2 separate regions of the Mus musculus genome follow, and region 1 is linked to region 2. Evidence: chromatin contacts called from public HiChIP or PLAC-seq data. All regions are on one chromosome and are shown on one strand. Each heading gives the region's core, a stretch centred on a gene start, on an enhancer-like site or on the middle of the called end of the contact. The rest is flanking DNA. Distances are from core to core; before and after follow the strand shown.

Region 1 (3,178 bases), core at 165-2,664, 100 kb after region 2:
GATTCCGCCTTTCCCCTTTCTCAATCCGTGAAGAGAAGCATCCAGGCCCAGGGCAGCCCACCTCCTACCCTACCCCCGAGCACCTCCATTTTGGAGTCCGTAGAGGAAGCCTCCGCCTGCCCCTCTCCTCAGGAAGTGCAAGGCCTGCTGTTTGTTGTGTTCTCTCCCAGCCAAGACTTGAGCCTGTTTTTGCGCGTCTGCAATTCTTACAATTTAGGGTCGTCTTGGTCAGGTTTATTTCCTCTTCCACTTAAAGAATTAAATGGGCAGGTACAGTCTCCAGCTACGGGTGGCGCAGGGAACCTCTCTGAGCACACAAAATCAGCAGGCGAGCTGGGCTCCAGGTTCTCCTAGCATCCTTCAGTCCCTACCTGGTACAGGGCGTGGCTGGCCATACCCCGCCCTCTACCCTGAATTTTCCAATCCAGGGGTGGGCTTCCTCTCACCCACCAGCTCAACACTATATAGTCCAGACATTTTGGTCCCCCACCTCTTTCTTCTCTCTCCCTCTCCTCTGCCTCCTGTTTTTCTTTCTCCCAGTCTGCAAGGCGACTTCACTGACCCCCTCCTGTGAGGTTCCTGACCCCCCACCCCCAGCTCCCCTCTTCATAAACCCGCCTTTAAAGTTTAATTAGGCTTGAATTGGCTCATTTCATGGGCAGAGATAAGTTATCAAAGGGTGACAACCAGCTTTTGTTAGAAGTGAGCACACACACACACACACACACACACACACACACACAGAGCAAGACCCTTGGCAGACAGGGATGGGACACTCAGAAACCTAAAATGACTTCTTTTCTTGAGGGCTGAGGGCTGGTCTTTGAGGGGGTCTTCATCCTCTAAATTAGGGCTGCTTAGTTTGAACAAAGACAGGGAGGCTGACAGGCCCACGGTTTGGGGTGGGAGGGGCAAACATGTCCCCAGTCTGGTCTTGAATTTCTCAGACCCGCCAACTGTCAGGGTCCACTACCCCAGGGTGGAGGTGGGGTGGGGTGGGGGTGGGGAAATCAGTCAGTCCTTTAGGTCTCCATCTTAGGTCAGAGGAAGCCGGAAGTTTGCCATCTCATCTTCCTTATCTATTTCTGGCGGATCTCCCTATCTGCCAGTCTATCAGGGCTGTGTCTACCTCCTAGGGCCTCACTCCAAGATGAGAGGGAAGCCCAGAGCCACTGCATTTGGATAAGGTTCAGGCTTTTCACAGACAAGGAAGGGACTGTTGTAGACTTGGGACAGATAGCAAGAAAGGACACCCAGAGCCACCAGGATAGCCGCAAGCAAGGGCAACAGCAAGCCCGGGACAGAGCTGGCACAAGGGATGGAGTCGCGAGCACAAACAGCCAAGGGCAAGGTGTGGAATGTGTTAAGGTGAACGGAATGTAATGAAGGGACTCCAGTGTTTACTCTGAAGCAGGCCAAACATGGCAGGACCGAAGCCAGAGTGGAAAGGATTGTTATCTAAGGCCAGCCTGGGGAGAGTGCGGAGGGAGGTGTTGGGCGTGGGTGACGGCTGATGGCCCAGAGCACATTCCAGCTTGCAGATAAGTGGAAGCAGAAAGGCCAGGCACCATTCAGCGGAAGTCTGTGATTTCACTCCTAATGTCAGTGAAACTAAAGCACAGAGGACGCCCCTCCCCACTTTTATAGTACTTGGATGGAGCCTTTGTTCGGATCCTTGTGCTAGTGAGTCTTGTACCACCAATTTAAAGGGTTGTTTTGTCTGTTTTTGCTTTTTGTTCTTGTTTTTGTTTTGTTTTGTTTTTTGAGACAAGGTCTCACTATGTAGCCCTGACTGTCCTGAAACTCACTCTGTAGACCAGTCTGTCCTCGAACTCACAGAGACCCTCTTGCCTCTCGAATAGTGGGATTAAAGGTTTAAGCCACCACGCCTGGTTCCTTAGAGAACATTCCAGGTCATGTTGATCCCTCCCTTCACACTGGGACAGACACTTTGCTGTCAGCTCCCTGGGAAACGCAGCTGCCCCAGCTCTGGAGACAAGCTCTTGTGCTTCAGCTCCTCTTAACCCAAAAATGAAAATGACAAAAATTAAGGTTATTTATTTAATATTTTTGAGACAGGTCGAACTAGGTAGCCCGCTGGTTTGGAGCTTCATTATGTAATCTGAAACTCACAGAGATCCACCTGTCTCTGCCTCCGGGGCACTGGAATTAAAGGTGGGAGTCACCACAGCCAGTTTACTAGTTTTTGACTTTTCTTATTTCCAATGGCAGGTAGGTTTTGGTTTTTTCCACATTTGTTTGTTTAATTTACATTTGATTGTCACCTTTTATTGGACCATCAAGTCTCGGTCAGGATTTAAAAAGATTCCGCTTTAACTGAACTCTTCAAGGTTGGTAAGTAAAGTGCTTTCCAGGGCAGTAGGTGTGGTATCCTAGCTCACTTGTTTGAATTTCTGGTAAGAAATGCTGAAAAGAACACAGGCTTCTGGCACCAGATTAACCCAACCATGTTCCCTTTGCCCACTGATGGGCTTAAGGTACTGGCCACAACCTCTGAAAGACTCCAGCTTTTGTGGGTGAGACCCACCATCAATACCCAGTTCTGCAGGTCTTCCCACTTAACGCCCATGAGTTTCTTCTCCTTCCGTGGCAGACTGACACCTGCTTGAAGATTTTTTTACTGAAACCATCAATCTCCTTCCGTTAGCTGACAGCCACGGGGGCCGCCCCTGACAGCAGCGTAGTAATAAATCCTCAACAGTGATAAATGTATGTCCCCTGGATAAACTTGATTCCTTTTGTTGACTTCACCTTGTCTGCAGAGCAAACTGAATGAAAAGAAAAAGAACAACAACAACAAGAAGAAATAAAAGGGAACATGACCTGTTCCAGGCGTGGTGCAAGAGAAAGCTGATGCAGATAAAAGGGAGAGCTTAGCCAGACGCAGACACATTTGGGAGAGTCCAGAGTAGATATGGTCCTGAGAGGGAAATCAGGTGCAGTAGCCAGGGGCCCAGAAGGTCTAGAAATGAAAATGGTTGGATTATATAGGAAAGGGCTGCTGGGGGAAAGGCAGCCCAGCCCCTTGCCTGGATAGGTTTAGGGTAGGGTCTGTAACAGGTAAGGGACTGAGGGATGTTGGGAGAGCCCGGTGGCCATTTGTGCCAGGTTTGAAACACCATACAACCTTCCCACCAGTCCTCTCTGGGAATGGAGA
Region 2 (2,943 bases), core at 16-2,515:
AGCACTGAAACAGGACATGGCTGAGAGCACTAATGTGGACTTTCGTGTTAAAGAACCACAGTGGGTACCAACTTGCCCTATTTAAAAGAACTGGATGTGTTGGGGTGTGGGGGTCCATCTTAGGGAAACTGGAACCCCAATGAAGAAGAGTAATCAGGTTAATAAAGGATCTGAAAACTACGACACAGAAATTGTTGGGGGACCAGTGACGTGACTATTGCCAGGTAAAGGTGCTTGCCGCCAAGTCTGATGGACAGCCTGAGTCTGATCCCTGAAACCACGTGTCCGAAAAGAAAGCACAACTCCTACAAGATTCACATATATAAGGTGTCACCTAGAGGGGACTAACACTAGCTTATCGACTCCCAAGGCCAGATGGACGGGACATGTCTTCTTTGGAAGTATTTCAAGACCCTTTTATTTTCTTTCCGTTTATCCTAGTAGAGATTATAAATTGCTTGAGGCCAGTGATGTTGTCCTTCCCCTAAACCAAGAAAACCTTTAGTTTTAGCTAATAGGTATATAGACTTCTACAAACTCACCAACAAAAGGAAAAACACCAAGAAAAAAAAAGGAGAATTAAACAACAAATATGAGCTAATTAGGACTTTTAGAAATAGAGCAGATACAACAACTGACTGATTTTTTTGTTCCTAGGGAGAACAAAAGATCACTAACTTCCTTTGCCCTCACACACAGCCCTTGATATGTTTATCTTATGTTCTACTATTACTGGGCTTAATTAACATCACAGCACTTCAGAGTATGAAGAGTGTTGTCACTCTCCACTGCTACTAACTTCTTCATTTTAAAATACAGACAAAACGTAGGCTTAAAAACCGCATAAACACCATAGCCCTAGTTTTGGCCTGCAATTCATGATTTATTCAATCATTATAAGAGATAACTTCAATAAAGACAGAACCTGGATCTCAAGCCATGGAGTGTAGTCGCTATGTCTGAAGTTACCATTTCATCAGTTTCTACCACATCCTAGAGAACTGATCAGATCCTGTACATAATATGTGTATATGTCTAGACAGACAGACAGACAGACAGACAGACAGATACACATTCATCCCTGATGATCCTGACATCGTAACTGTCCCCATTTAACAGCTAAGGTAAATGAGGCTCAGTGCCCAGAGCCAATCCCTTGGAGTGTGGCTTTAAATCTAGGCTCTGTGACTCTAAAACCCTTTGTTTTCTTTACTGGACTGGACCATTTTAAGCATTGTTCTTCTGAACTGCCCCAGGACTCTAAGACCACATTTCCCAAGTGTTTGAAGAGGTCCCAAGGAGGGAAAGCATGCTTCACTGCTAAGAGCCAAGGGCTTCAGGCCCTTCTCGAACTGGTTCCAAACAATCAGCGCACACAGAACAAAGAGCTATTCTTAGATTTGTATCGGCAAATCTTAGTAAGTCTTATGGAATTAGTTTTTCATAAATTATTACCCTTAAAAGCCACAGGACAATGTTCAGGTGAGTAACATAAATTATTCCTAATTTGGTATAAATACTCTAGAAAGATAAACCCACAAAAAAACAGGATATTTTAAGTCAAAATACAAAAATCTCTATTTGTCACATAATTAAGTGGCTATTGAAAGATAATTTTTTTTTTCAACATTCTGTTAAGTCATCTTAAATTAGGCCCGGGAACGAAATGGAATCCCTTTTAGTAATGACTTGTTTTCTTTGAAAGTTCATGTTTGGGTCAGCCAAGTTTTAACAGTAAAATTATATTGCTGTGTTGTCAAGTGGGGAGGGGGAGCCGCTTTATCTCAACCAACTGCAGGATGCCGTATCTATCAGGCTTGTACTTAAAGGAGGGGTCTAGTCCTAAGCAAAAGGCATCATTGTTAGAGAAAAGACTTGCCCAGGGTTTTTACTCAAGAGTCCACATATAAGACTCAAGGAGAAGTTAGCTCTAGAAAGGGATGTTTCCAGAGCTGGAGGTTTTCTAGGGCCAATGAAATAGCTAAGTTAAAAGATTTTCCTTTTGCTATCTTATGCTTTTAGTGAGGCAGCAAAATGTGTGGGAATGTCTCCCCCCTAATCATTTTGGGCTTGAGACAGTCTTGCCATTCAGCCCAAGCTAGCTTCTAACTCTGCCCCAGGCTCCCAACTGCAGAGATTCCAGGTGTGTCCTACAGCCTAATACAGCCACCCTTGAGGCCACCACGACAAAGAGAAGACATCCATTCCATGCAAGGAAAGACTTTAAGTCCTTAAGGAACCGTGGGCTCTTCAGTGACCACTCTTAGCAACCAGAGCACAACATAAACAAGACCTTACAAGGCCAGCTTTTCTACAGTGTGCCATCTAATGGGAGACTTAGACGCAGCTTATCACAGGCCGAGGTGAAAGGTTACATTCTGGGCTGTAGTCAGTTTATTTAAACTGTAGAATTACTTCAAGCTAAAGAAGAGCAATTGGGAGCAGACCATTGGAAGCTGAGTTGTCCCTCTTCCCTCGGTGAAAACCATGTGCCAAGCAGTAAAACCAAGGGTCAGGGGCTCGCTCTCCTCCACCGAAACACAGTCATCTGGAGCCGAGAACAAACCAAAGCTCAATTCCCATCCACCCCGCCCGCCACAGCTATCACATGTACGTACTGATTGAGACTTTTAAAGTGCAAGATCTAAAAGTACTGTAATATGCTTAAAAAATAAATAAATAACACAAAGGACTTATCCTGCCACAGCGGATTGAACGCATACTCTACCATTGACACACAGCACCTCTTTCCATTGCCCCTGCCAGAAAGGAAAAAGGTCGCCTTCATCTTTACACTTCAGCAGTTTACACAGCATCCTAACAGGAGATACATCTTTAAAAGTAACTGAATTCTAAGATGCTCTTTTAGCCGCCCTTAAGCAAGCATCCACGAGGAAGCACAGTGATGGCCTTTAGGAGAAACCACTAAACGCGGTTCACGTA

Evidence for each region. HiChIP or PLAC-seq counts read pairs in DNA pulled down with a chosen protein or histone mark.
Region 1: a contact with region 2 is called in an HNF4G HiChIP or PLAC-seq map of pancreatic cancer cells. The contact joins two enhancer-like sites. A contact is called at or near these places in 2 of 115 datasets of contacts at active chromatin or transcription factors (extraembryonic endoderm stem cells and pancreatic cancer cells) and 3 of 9 other capture datasets (adipose tissue, liver and pancreatic islet).

What each region holds. Positions count from the first base shown.
Region 1 is chr8:33,991,712-33,994,889 of GRCm38.p6, forward strand. No RefSeq gene overlaps it. Among named protein-coding and RNA genes, the nearest start is that of Gm39157, 5.8 kb to the left of the region's middle. Within about 2 kb of position 1,415, at least 98 of the 459 cell types and tissues checked have an H3K27ac peak or open chromatin away from gene starts, as enhancers often do. A contact at or near this core is called in liver and pancreatic cancer cells, where this site is marked.
Region 2 is chr8:33,886,881-33,889,823 of GRCm38.p6, forward strand. All of the region lies in intron 1 of Rbpms (RNA binding protein gene with multiple splicing), which reads right to left. Among named protein-coding and RNA genes, the nearest start is that of Gm51528, 35 kb to the right of the region's middle. Within about 2 kb of position 1,266, at least 22 of the 459 cell types and tissues checked have an H3K27ac peak or open chromatin away from gene starts, as enhancers often do. A contact at or near this core is called in liver and pancreatic cancer cells, where this site is marked.